Linked DNA regions of Mus musculus: regions 2, 3 and 4 are each linked to region 1. A link is a contact called in public Hi-C and promoter capture Hi-C data. All regions are on one chromosome and are shown on one strand. Each heading gives the region's core, a stretch centred on a gene start, on an enhancer-like site or on the middle of the called end of the contact. The rest is flanking DNA. Distances are from core to core; before and after follow the strand shown.

What was found. Promoter capture Hi-C pulls out the DNA fragments that hold promoters and counts their contacts. A called contact is a pair of places that touch in the nucleus more often than the background predicts.
Region 2: a contact with region 1 is called in a promoter capture Hi-C map of the HPC-7 cell line. The contact joins the promoter of Wfdc21 here to the promoter of Rasl10b in region 1. A contact is called at or near these places in 10 of 39 promoter capture datasets (the 3T3-L1 cell line, 3T3-L1-derived adipocytes, the HPC-7 cell line and 6 more), 3 of 115 datasets of contacts at active chromatin or transcription factors (bone marrow-derived macrophages, embryonic stem cells and pro-B cells) and 2 of 9 other capture datasets (adipose tissue and liver).
Region 3: a promoter capture Hi-C map of embryonic stem cells shows a contact between it and region 1, with 2.3 times the contacts expected there. The contact joins the promoter of Slfn5os here to the promoter of Rasl10b in region 1. A contact is called at or near these places in 6 of 39 promoter capture datasets (embryonic stem cells, hippocampal neurons, liver and 2 more) and 5 of 484 Hi-C or Micro-C datasets (embryonic stem cells, muscle stem cells, myocytes and 2 more).
Region 4: a contact with region 1 is called in a Hi-C map of stem cell-derived germline stem cell-like cells, with 3 times the contacts expected there. The contact joins the promoter of Nle1 here to the promoter of Rasl10b in region 1. A contact is called at or near these places in 5 of 39 promoter capture datasets (the HPC-7 cell line, embryonic stem cells, liver and 1 more), 1 of 15 datasets of contacts at CTCF or cohesin (embryonic stem cells), 8 of 484 Hi-C or Micro-C datasets (B cells, the G1E-ER4 cell line, cortical neurons and 5 more), 3 of 115 datasets of contacts at active chromatin or transcription factors (embryonic stem cells and stem cell-derived neural progenitor cells) and 3 of 9 other capture datasets (adipose tissue, liver and pancreatic islet).

Annotation. Positions count from the first base shown.
Region 1 is chr11:83,408,316-83,411,015 of GRCm38.p6, forward strand. Rasl10b (RAS-like, family 10, member B) reads left to right here and starts at 1,373. Exons shown (of 4, transcript NM_001361568.1): 1 at 1,373-1,566.
Region 2 is chr11:83,745,684-83,748,383 of GRCm38.p6, forward strand. Wfdc21 (WAP four-disulfide core domain 21) reads left to right here and starts at 1,257. Exons shown (of 3, transcript NM_183249.2): 1 at 1,257-1,440. The coding sequence starts at 1,344.
Region 3 is chr11:82,959,359-82,962,058 of GRCm38.p6, forward strand. It overlaps Slfn5os (schlafen 5, opposite strand), which reads right to left and starts at 1,323. Exons shown (of 3, transcript NR_045932.1): 1 at 1,247-1,323. Slfn5 (schlafen 5) reads left to right here. Exons shown (of 6, transcript NM_183201.4): 5 at 647-1,370; 6 at 1,542-2,700. The coding sequence ends at 2,346.
Region 4 is chr11:82,906,949-82,909,648 of GRCm38.p6, forward strand. Nle1 (notchless homolog 1) reads right to left here and starts at 1,447. Exons shown (of 13, transcript NM_145431.2): 1 at 1,391-1,447; 2 at 1,144-1,287; 3 at 605-822. The coding sequence starts at 1,408.

The sequences.
Region 1 (2,700 bases), core at 123-2,622:
GTTGAAGCCATCTTGGAAACACATCTTCGGGCATGTCAGTGTGTTTCCAGGGACGTTTAACTGAAGGGGGTTTTCCACCTGCATCTCGGGCAGCACCATCCCACGGACTGACTAAAAAGGCAAAAGGGGAAATTGAAATTTGAGCTTAACGCTAACGTGCATCTCTGCTTCCAGGCTGCATGCACAGTGCCAGGGACCTCACATTCCCACCACTTTGCCTTCTGGCTACAATAGATGTGTCTATTGTCATCACAATAGCCAAAACTAAGTCGCTTTTGTCAGGTACTTGCCACACCAACAAGAAAAGTAAAACGGGGGTCTTTGAGACCCTTTTAGGGGAACAAGAAGCAGTCAGGGTCATAACCTCTGTCAGCCTCTTCTGACCCCATTCTTCCAGCCTGAAGCATTCTGTCAGGTCTCTGGACTCTCAGTTGCTCCTAGCCTCAGCTGACCTCTCTGAAGTGGCCCACCTGATTTGCCCTCTAAGACCCCTTTTGACTTCACAAAGGAATTTGTCTGTGGCCTCTCCACTGGACTATGTGAGCCCTCTGCTGAGCTTTTCCGAAGCAAAGCTGCCCTGCTAGTGACACAGCCTTAGCATTCCATTTTGCATTTAAGTAAAAGTAGTTACTCATCCTTTCTCAGCCTCAGTGATCTCATCTGTAAAATGGGGGAAACAACCTCCTTCGTGGAATGTTCTGGGAATTTAACTTGAGGATTTAGGCAAAGCTCTTACCACATTGGAATGTTACCTACTGATAAAAATATGTTGGTGAGGACTATTTTAGATTAAATACAAGAGGAACTGCACCCTCAAGCCCTGCAAATGCTGGGATCTCAAAGGAGAGGGATCCGCAGCCTTAGAGGAGTGGAGGTCATGCTTTGGCAGGGGACCAGCTTTGCTTGGCACTAGCCTGGCCTGCTGTTCCCTGCCGCAGTGAAGGGTGAGAGTGACCACCCTCTACTCCGTCCTTCAGGGGTGGAAGAGCAAGAATCTGGATGCCAGCAACCAGGGCAGGACACACGCTGGGCATCTGCCAGTCACTGACTGACTGTATCGGTAAGGGTCAAAAGGACAGCGTGGGGAGGAGGGGACGAGCCCTGCCGAGGGCAGGGTGCGAGGCTGTGTGGGAAGGGAGTCGCAATGAAGGCAGAGGCTCCGGGGCCTTTCTCGTCCCCGCCCCCAACTCGTCCAGGCTCGAGCTAATTTCTCCCAGGGGAGAGTCGCGGGGGTCGGGGGCGTAGGGGAGGATTGAAGGTTGAGGTTAGGGATTGGGGAGCTGGTCCCGCGGCGCCCCAGTGAATCCGTCGGGCTCGGGGACCCAGCGGAACCCCCCGCGCCCGCCTCCCCCTCCGCCGGCGCGAGTGGGGCGGCGCGCTCCGCAGGGCGAGCAGCTGAGCGACCCTCGGTGCTGCGGCCCCCCGCGCCCCAGCCCGCCGCGCCCGGGCCGCGGGCGGCGCCCCTCATCCTCCCCCCGGGCGGGGGAGCCCAAGGCAGCGCCGGAGCCCGGGGGGAGCGCGGCCGCGCCGGCCAGGGCAGGGGGCAGGCAGCCGGGACGGCCCCGGGTAAGCGGGAGGAGGAGGAGGAGCGGGGCGACCGCGGGGTGAGGGGCAGCCCGGGGAGGGGGCAGCGGGCAAGCCGGAGTGGAGCTGGAGCCGGCAGCCAGCGGGGCTCCTGCAGCCCCCACACCTGCCACCGATCGGGTCACTGGGAGCCCGGCATCCGCCGGCGCCCCCACCCCCACGCGGACGTGGTAGGGACTCACCACCCGAGGACGTACGGCCCGGCCTTTAGGATCCTCAGAACCCCCGACCTTCCCAGTGTGAGGTAGAGACCCAAGATGTCCAGGCCGGGGAAGGGACTAAAAAGAGACTGTGGCCCGAGTGTGTGACCCCTGCCTCTTGCCGGGAGCTGTCTGCAGACTCACTGCAGAATGCAGGCCCTGGGGAAGCTCAGGGGGCCTGGGCCCTGCTTCCTGGGACAGACCTTTCACCCCCACATAACTAGGCATGTGGGCTTAGTAAACTGCTTAGACCCAGGACTTGTGCCTGGGAAGAACTGAAGGGGCATCTGTTCCCTCTGAGTTGGGGACAGGGCCACACTTAGGCCTGGTAGCTCCAGAGGCTTGCCAGTGCATAGGGGGCTGTTCTTGTACCCACTTCTTGACTCCCAGACTGTACCTGGTTTTCGTGTCTGCTACTACTCAAAAAGAGTTGGTTTGGGGGCTTGAGAATCTGCAGATAGGATACATCCTGAAACCTCTGCCACACCCAGAGTGAGTCCGTGTTCTTCTTTCTTGCTCTTTGCCCTCTCGAAGGCCCAGGACTCCCCCATCCCCACCTGCTCGTGCTGTTATGTAATTAACCCAGCTGAGCCTCTTTGCTAAGCTGGCAGCATCCAGGGATGCCCCAGAGGCCTAGGGACCTGAAGGGTTGTGCGTGGTGGTAGCGTTAGTTTTGTCTCCGTAGGAAGCAGGCTCAGAGGAGCACCTGTTGGGGAAGGGACATGCATGAGGCAGGCACAAGAGAGATTAGAGTCCTAGTCTTAGCTAAGGTGGCTTCCTTCCCTAAGTCTCTGGGTCTTGATTTATTGGTGATGGATTTTTGTTCTTCAATAAAATGAAAGGCATCATATACATGCATATGGACATATGGATGCCCAGGTACACACACTGCAAGTTTATGAGCCCATGCAACTGT
Region 2 (2,700 bases), core at 7-2,506, 340 kb after region 1:
TGTGTGTTCCTAGGAATTAAACTTAGGGCCCCTGCCCTCTACTGTTGAAATAAACCATTTTCCCAGACACCTACAAAGGCACAACAAACTGATCCTGTGACTTCTCCCTCTCCCTCTTACCCCCTGCTTCCAGCTCATTTCATGTTAAGGTATTTTATGAGTTACAGTATTTGTCTTACTTAGGGTTTCTATGACTGCAATGAAACACCATGACCAGAAAGCCAGTTGGGGAGGAAAGGGGCTTTTTGGCTTACACTGCCAGATCATTGGAAGAAGTCAGGACAGGAACTCAAGCAGGGCTGGAACCTGGAGGCAAGAACCATGGAAGGAAACTGATTACTGGCTTGCTCAGTCTGCTTTCTTAGAGATGCTAGGACCACCACCAGCCCAGGGATGGCACCACCCACAATGGGCTGGGCCCTCTCCCATTGATCACTAATTGAGAAAATGCCTTAGAGCTGGATCTCATAGAGGCCTCTTCTTCACTGAGGCTCCTTTCTCTCTGGGAACTCTAGCTTGTATCAAATTGACACATTGTGTGTGCTCCTCCCCCACCACCAGGGAAAGAAGAGGGTATCTCCCCTGGCACCCAAACCACAGATGGTCTGAGTTACAAATCACTCATCTGGATTAGCAGGCGTGTCTACAAGAAGGAAGAAGTGAAAGCTCACACCTGGGCTAGTTGTCACTCTCACCCCACTCACTCTCCAAGTCGCACAGCAGTGGTGCAGCCTGAGAGGCATCCTGGGAGGGTTTGATGTAGATATTGACAGCTGGGGTTCCCCAAAATGAAGGCTCCAAACAGCAGAGATGATGGCATCAAGGCAGAGGGAACGACGCTGGCTTACTGTCTCCTCAACAGGTGGCCGCACCCCACTGGCTCTCCCACGGTCTCTCCCTGCCCTCAGTTACAGGAACAACTGTCCTAGAGCAAGGAGAGAGAAGTACAAAAGCAGATGGTGTCCTAGCTGACACCCAGCTCCTGGATTGTCATTCCCTGAGGACACATTCCTTATCACAGCTCATTCCTGGCCCAGAGTAGATCTCTAATACTTCATTGAAAAGGAACGAGAGTCCCTTACCACCCCAGCTTTCCAACTTTAGGAGGACTATCTGTGGAACAGAGGGTGTTCTGTGGCACGGAGCTTGGCTTGAGTAAGATGGCACTACCCAGGACATACATAGTGTGTGTCCCTGGCAATGCTGGTTTCCAGGCGGGGCTTTGGCTTCTGTGGTGTGCAGGCCCGCCCCTAGCCTTGCTGCCTAGCTCAGTGGGTGAAGAGGTTTAAATTCTGGCAGCTCTTGGCCCTGCTGCGTATTGGCTAACATCCTTCAGCAGCAGCATGAAGCTAGGAGCCTTCCTTCTGTTGGTGTCCCTCATCACCCTCAGCCTAGAGGTACAGGAGCTGCAGGCTGCAGTGAGACCTCTGCAGCTTTTAGGTACGTCTGGGCAAACACGGTTGCACTATTCTTCCTCAAGTGAGGGGTGAGAAGACATCCAGAACCAGTGTGTGCAGGAAGGAGGGAGAAACTGGAGGAAAGAGTTCTCTTTAGGATCCTCCTTGATGGTCACCTCTGAATTCCCCAGAACAGAATCCCTCTTCTGCTTTCCCTCTCTCCATTCCCTGGGTCACCTGACTGGACCCCCCTCCTGCTTGCTCCTCAGCCAAGCTCCCTCTCCCAGACGTCTCCTTCTCTACTGGCGTCTACCTTGACCTGTCTACAGAAAATATTCTTGTAATTATGCTAGACACAGGTCAATCTCAATCTTCTTTACCAATATTATTCTCAGAAAGGGTTTTGTTGCCGTGGGTTTTCATTGTTGTTTGTTTGTATGTTTGCCCAAGCTGGCCAGGAACTGACTGTGTAACCCAGGCTGACCTCAACAACATGGCAATCTTCCTGCTTCATCTTGCTATGCTGGGATTACAAGCACAATCCACCCCATCTTATTTGGCCTCAAAGGACTACTCTTAATCCTCTGCCCATTCTTCCCTTAGCCCTTTTGTGACCACAGCCTCATCAAACTCCTGACACACTCTCCTCTGTAATAAAGTCTCGCCTTTGCAGACTGATGCTGTCTGCCCACCCCTACCCCACAACCCCTATCCTACAGCCAGCCAGCCCTGGATTATCTTGGACTGAATGCTTGCCCCTAAATGTCTTTAGATAGAGTTTAGCCTCTCGTCTTCACTCCATCAACTACCTGTTTTTGAAACAGTTTGCATCTCTTCCGTCCTTTGCCCTCTGTTGCCTCACTGTGTCCATCCCTGATTACTCCACAGCCCTGCCATTGCAAAAGCTTCCCAGAAGCCCTCTCCACCCCCTCTTCCTTCTTGGATGTGCTTACTAGTTGGATCCTGGTTCTGTCTATGCCTTTGCAGCAGATAATCCTCCCAAATGACCTTCTCTCAGTTTATTAAGTGAAATCCCAAATCCACAGGTCCTGATGGCCTGCTTGCCCTTTGCAACATTTATTTCTCCTGTTCCCAAACTCGCCCAGACCTCTACTTGCCAATCCTCCTGACTCCTCCTATTCCAGGGGAACTGGGAGTGGCAGATAATATGTCTAAGGGGTAGGACTTGAAGAGTCAGTCTCTGGTCCTGGGAGTGCCTCTGTAGGTCCTGTGTCCCAGGTCACACACGGACCTCCCCAAAGTTCCACCCTACTACATTTCCCCTTGTGACTTTTTGCATCTT
Region 3 (2,700 bases), core at 73-2,572, 450 kb before region 1:
TCCCGAGGGCTGGGATTAAAGGCATGCACCACCTTCCCACTAGTGTTCTCATAGTCCAAGAGAGGTTCTTTCTTGCTGCCTTGGCTACTGTGTTCTCAGTGTAGTCCATGTTGATCACAGCTGGTTATGGGCTCCCTCAGACTCAAGATTGCTTCTCTTTTTGTTACTAATATAAAACTGATCATTGATACATGATAGAGCTCAAAGATCGAGATCTACATCATATAATGGTAGAGTAAGACTAATTACTAGCTACTGATTTGTTTAGTGATTTACTTAAAGCACTGCTTGTACATCTGTTGGCCAAGCAGGGCTTCACTTGCCATCTGAAACAGAATGACCTGGAGAAACAGTTAATAAATAAATAGACAAATAAATAAATAAGTCCTGGCCCTCTAAATCCTGCTGCCTGCCACATACTCTATAAAATCTTGCTTGCTCGCTCCCTCCACCTAGTGGTTTTAAAGTGTAATGCGTTATTACAGATGGCACGGGCATGAAGGCTTTTCATCCACTGGTCCTCTCTTCCACTCTCATTGGTGTTATTCAAGAAAGATTATTCAAGAGTGCTTATTCAAGAAAGATTCCCACAGCAATGGTGATTATTAGCTTGTCTCTGATTCATTCCGATTCTTTCCTTGTCTAGTGTCACCCAACAGGATTACATATACTCCAGAGAGCGTCTACAAGGACCTCTTCGCAGATTACAGAGGACTAAGAAACTTAATAAATATGGAAATGCGCTGTTTCTCTCAAGGGATATTGATCTTCTCCCACAGCTGGGCTGTAGATCTAGGTCTTCAGAGGAGGCAAGATGTCATCTGTGACGCTCTTCTGATTTCCCCGAACAACGTTCCAATCCTGTACACCATTTGCAACAAGTGGGATCTGGGGAACAGGCACTATTCCATGAAAGTTGCCCGTACCCTGAAGCAGAAGCTGGTGAACATGGGTGGCTACCCTGGAAGATTAGGCATCATTCCCTTGGTCTTACCACTGGGTTCTCACCAAAGAGTAAGGAATGACTTAGAAATGCCAGTGTACCCCGAATCCTATAACTTCATAACCACACAGCAGGTGGAAGCTCTGTTGCAATCTCTTGTGATCATCTTGTTTGGGTTCAGACCCCTGTTAAATGAAGAGTTAAACTTGGAGTCTGAGACTGTGGCCCTGCTCTCAGACCAACAGTACGGGTTGCTTTCAACTAACCTGAGCAAGCACAGAGAGATGTTTGTTCACGGCTTACCTGGATCAGGGAAGACCACTCTAGCTCTCATGATCGTGGGGAAGATCAGGAATGTGTTCAACTGTCAAGCTGACAACATTCTTTACATCTGTGAGAACCAGTCCTTGAAGAGGTTCATTGTGAGGTAAGCAACCTGACTATTCATTTCTTTCTGGTGGGCAATTTGAATGGGCGTGGCTTTCGAGGGCTAAGCTCTGGGTTGTTGCTTCCATGCTCAGGAACTATTCCTATCTATTGGGCTGCCTTTCTTTGCTTAGCTGAGGAAATCTGACTGTGTTTCTTACACTTGCATCAGGAAAAACGTTTGCCAGGCAGTGACACGGAAAACCTTCATGAAAAATACCTTTGATAATGTGCAACATATCATCGTGGACGAAGCTCAGAATTTCCGAACGGAGGACGGGAACTGGTACGCAAAGGCCAAAGCCATCACTCAGAGAGCGAGAGATGGCCCAGGAGTTCTCTACATTTTTCTGGATTACTTTCAGATCAATCACTTGTGTTGCAGTGGCCTCCCTGAGCTCCAACACCAGAAGCCGTTATTGAAGCTCACCAGAATGCTCCGCAGCGGAGACAACATAACCAGCTACCTTCAGGATATAATGCATCAAATCAGAGAAAATCCTCCCCCAAATGTCCCCCAAGAAGCCTTGATGGTGGGTGAAGAACTTGAATGGGGTCCAGATGTCACAGGCAACTTAGAGATTACTGATAACTTGAATTTGGAGCAGATGTCAGTCTATGTAGCAGAGAAATGCCAGAGTCTTTGGAGGTCTGGCTATTTCACGGATGTTGCTGTTCTTTTCACTAGAGCCAGAGATATAGAAAAATGTAGAGACAAGCTTCTGCTAGCAATGAGGAGGAGGTCCATGTCTCAGCTCGCTGAGGAGCCCAGTTTACTAGTGCAGGTCAGGGAGGGGTTGGATAGTCTGGGTAGTCACGTCGTGTTGGAGAGTGTTCACCGATTTTCAGGCATGGAAAGAAGTATTGTGTTTGGGATCATTCCAATGGGATCTGAGACGGCCATTTTCTACAATGCTCTGCTCTGTCTGGCTTCCAGGGCAAGGACACATCTGTATATTGTAAAGGTTGTGTTTTGATAGGAAGATGCCAGTTTTCAGTTAGCTTGGGTTGGTCTCTAGCTGTCTTTGAAGCTCTTTGATCTAAACATTTAAGCACCAAAAACATTTCATGTACAATCAGCCACACTCAGGGCAAGCAAATATGAGTATGGGGGATGTAGACAGTAGGAAGAGACAGCAGAGCAATTAGCTGGCACTGAGATATCCTTTCTCTCTCTCTCTCTCTCTCTCTCTCTCTCTCTCTGTGTGTGTGTGTGTATGTGTGTGTGTGTATCAGGAAGGACTGGTTGTTTGAGGTAGGCAGGAAAGAGCTAATTATGAGATGACTGCTGACTTCTCGTAGACTCAGATATTTTCCTTGTTTTTAACACA
Region 4 (2,700 bases), core at 197-2,696, 500 kb before region 1:
TTTTTTTTTTTTTTTAAAAGACAGGGTTTCTCTGGTTAGCCCTGGCTGACCTAGAACTTGTTCTGTAGAAAAGGCTGGCTTAGAATTCACAAAGACCTGCCCGCCTAGTCTCTACCTCCTTGGAAATTTCTAGAAAAAGCTTTTGAAGCTTTTCATATTCTTCTGTTGTTGGAGGTAGAGTCTCTCTATGTAGCCCTTGCTGTTCTGGAACTATTTAGATCAGTCTGGCCTTGAACTCACAGAGATCCGCCTGCCTCTGCTTCCTGAGTGCTGAGATTAAAGGTGTGGACTACCACCACCTGGCTCAACTGTTCTTATTCTTAGAGTCCTACAAGAAAGGATTCATAGGGAAGTAACAGATGCAGAAACCTGACTTCGGAAAGGAGTAGTTCAAACCAAGATAGGCTCTTCTGAGCCAGGTACTATTCTTAGCCTTTGGGGACCAAACCCCAATAAGAAAGTCTGTTACTTGCAACGTGAGTCCAGACCCCAAGTCTATGACAGGCAGGCAGCCTAAGACCCTGTGAATAATAACTCAGGATGGTCCTCTCCACCTGTCAGAGGACACACCTCCACATCCCAAAGATTCTGCCCATGTCCTTACTTTCCTGTGGGGCTGAAGGCCACAGAAATGACAGCTTCGCTGTGACCCTCCAATGAGCTGGTGCACCGCGTCACAGCCCGGACCCTGAAGACAGCTTGGGGCTGGTAGATGATATCGACGATTTTCTCTGTCTCCACAGACTGGGACTCCAGCGTCTTCCCCAGGGAGGACACAATCTCAGCATCGTGGACGTAGAACGCCAGGGGCAGGGGCTCCTCCTGAAGGCAAGAACAGAGTAAAGAGGAACTCTGCTCGGAGGGATGAATGCCTGCCCTCAGCGGGAGTCGGCTCAATCCCAACTACTGCATACCACCATGCGACAAATTTAATCCCGCTGGGCATCTCTGTAAAATGGGGATGCTTATGTTGGGCTGTGACAAGAAGTCACGGAAACACTGCATCCGACGCGTTCAAAACACAGCCTGTCTGTAGGTGAGTCGGCGCGGAGAACATTTTTCCTGGGGCCGATCCACGCCACCGACACTGTCGGTGAGCAGCTGGGTCCCCGGAACACCGTGGCTTCGTTTTGGGGTGCTCACCTGGGCCAGCAGCGCGTTGCACACCAGCTGCAGCTTGTCCGGCGTGATGTCCACTGGCACGTCGAACGGGGAGCCCAGCAGCTGACCGCCCTCATCCTGGAACTGTACGAGCAGCCGCTGCACGTCGCCTGCCGCCGCCTCTTCCTGCAGAATCAAGCCGCGAGACTGTCAGTCCCCCTCCCCTCCCCTCGGGCCTCGGTACCCCACGCGGAGACCCGGCATCCCCGCCCCGTGCGCGTACACCTACCACCACCGCCGCCGCCATCCTGCGTCCCCACGTGGAGGAGAACCGAGGCGGAAAGACGGAGCGTTAAATCCATGTCGCGCCGGGCAACCTCCGGCTACAGCGCCCTCTCGTGTTCGGAGGAGTCAAGCCGCTCTCGGAGGCCGGGATTGCCAATGGTGGCCTCCCTTCGCGCCTTCTTTTCACAGTAGCGATTCTGGCCAATTTTAGTCTCCAAAACTCAGAGAAATTAATTGATTTGCCCGCCTAGCTCACAGAGGCAGGAGATGGTGGAGGATGACACTTCCAGGGTCCAGGCAGCAGGGGTGAAAATACAAACCAGAAAACTATTGGGTTGAGGCAGAAACTTTTATAGGTGGGCTTGTGGGATTTAGTTTGTGTATGTGTGTGTGTGTGTGTGTGTGTGTGTGTGTGTGTGTGTGTGTGTGTGTGTGCGCGCGCGCGCGCGCATGTATGCATGTATGTATTGAGATAGGCTGAGGGTGTGTAGCCTAAGTAGACCTTGAACTCCATGATCCTCTTGTCTGTGCCTCCCAGGATGGGATGCTGGGAATATCGGATGGGCCGCGGTGCCCAGCTGTTTTGGGATTTTTTTTTTCTGAGCTCTTTCAAGGTGTGGCCCTCTCCTGTATCTGCTTTTGCATAGGCAATTTATTCTGTCTGGAACTTTTGTGGACAGATTTGAGTCTCTGCTCTCCTCTTGTACAAGTTCAAAGAATATAGAGCCTATAAGGAACTATTAAATAGGTTGTGGTAGAACATGCCTTTAATCCAGGCTCTTGCGAGACAAAGACAGGCAGATAGATCTCTGAACTTAAAGCCAGCCTGGTCTACAGAGTAAGTTCCAGGACATTGAAGGTCTCCAAAAGAACTCCCTGTCTCAGACAAACAAACAAACAAACAAACAAACGAGACTAATAAAAGTTGAAGAAGGCCAGAGGGACCCGTGTGCTCTTTGGAGGCTTTTCCTCATCTGAGAACAACGACTCCATTTGCTAGGGACGCTGCCTTCTGGCCTTCTTCACATTGTTTATCTCTCGGCTTAAATATACTCATTCCTACATGCATACATTCATTCATCCGACAAAGCGAATTGAGCCTCTATTCTTTGCCAGATAGTGTTCTCAGAACTTTGCATAGATTAGTTCAATTACTTAGGGAAGCCTTTCCCAGGACCCTGTCTTTCTTTTTTTTCTCTTCTTTTTTTTCTTTTTTCCTTTTGGTTTTTCGGGGACCCTGTCTGTCTTGTCCTGTGTTTTCCAAGTTTTCCGGCATTTTCAGTCATTTCCTCATTATCAGTCATGTCCCCCGGT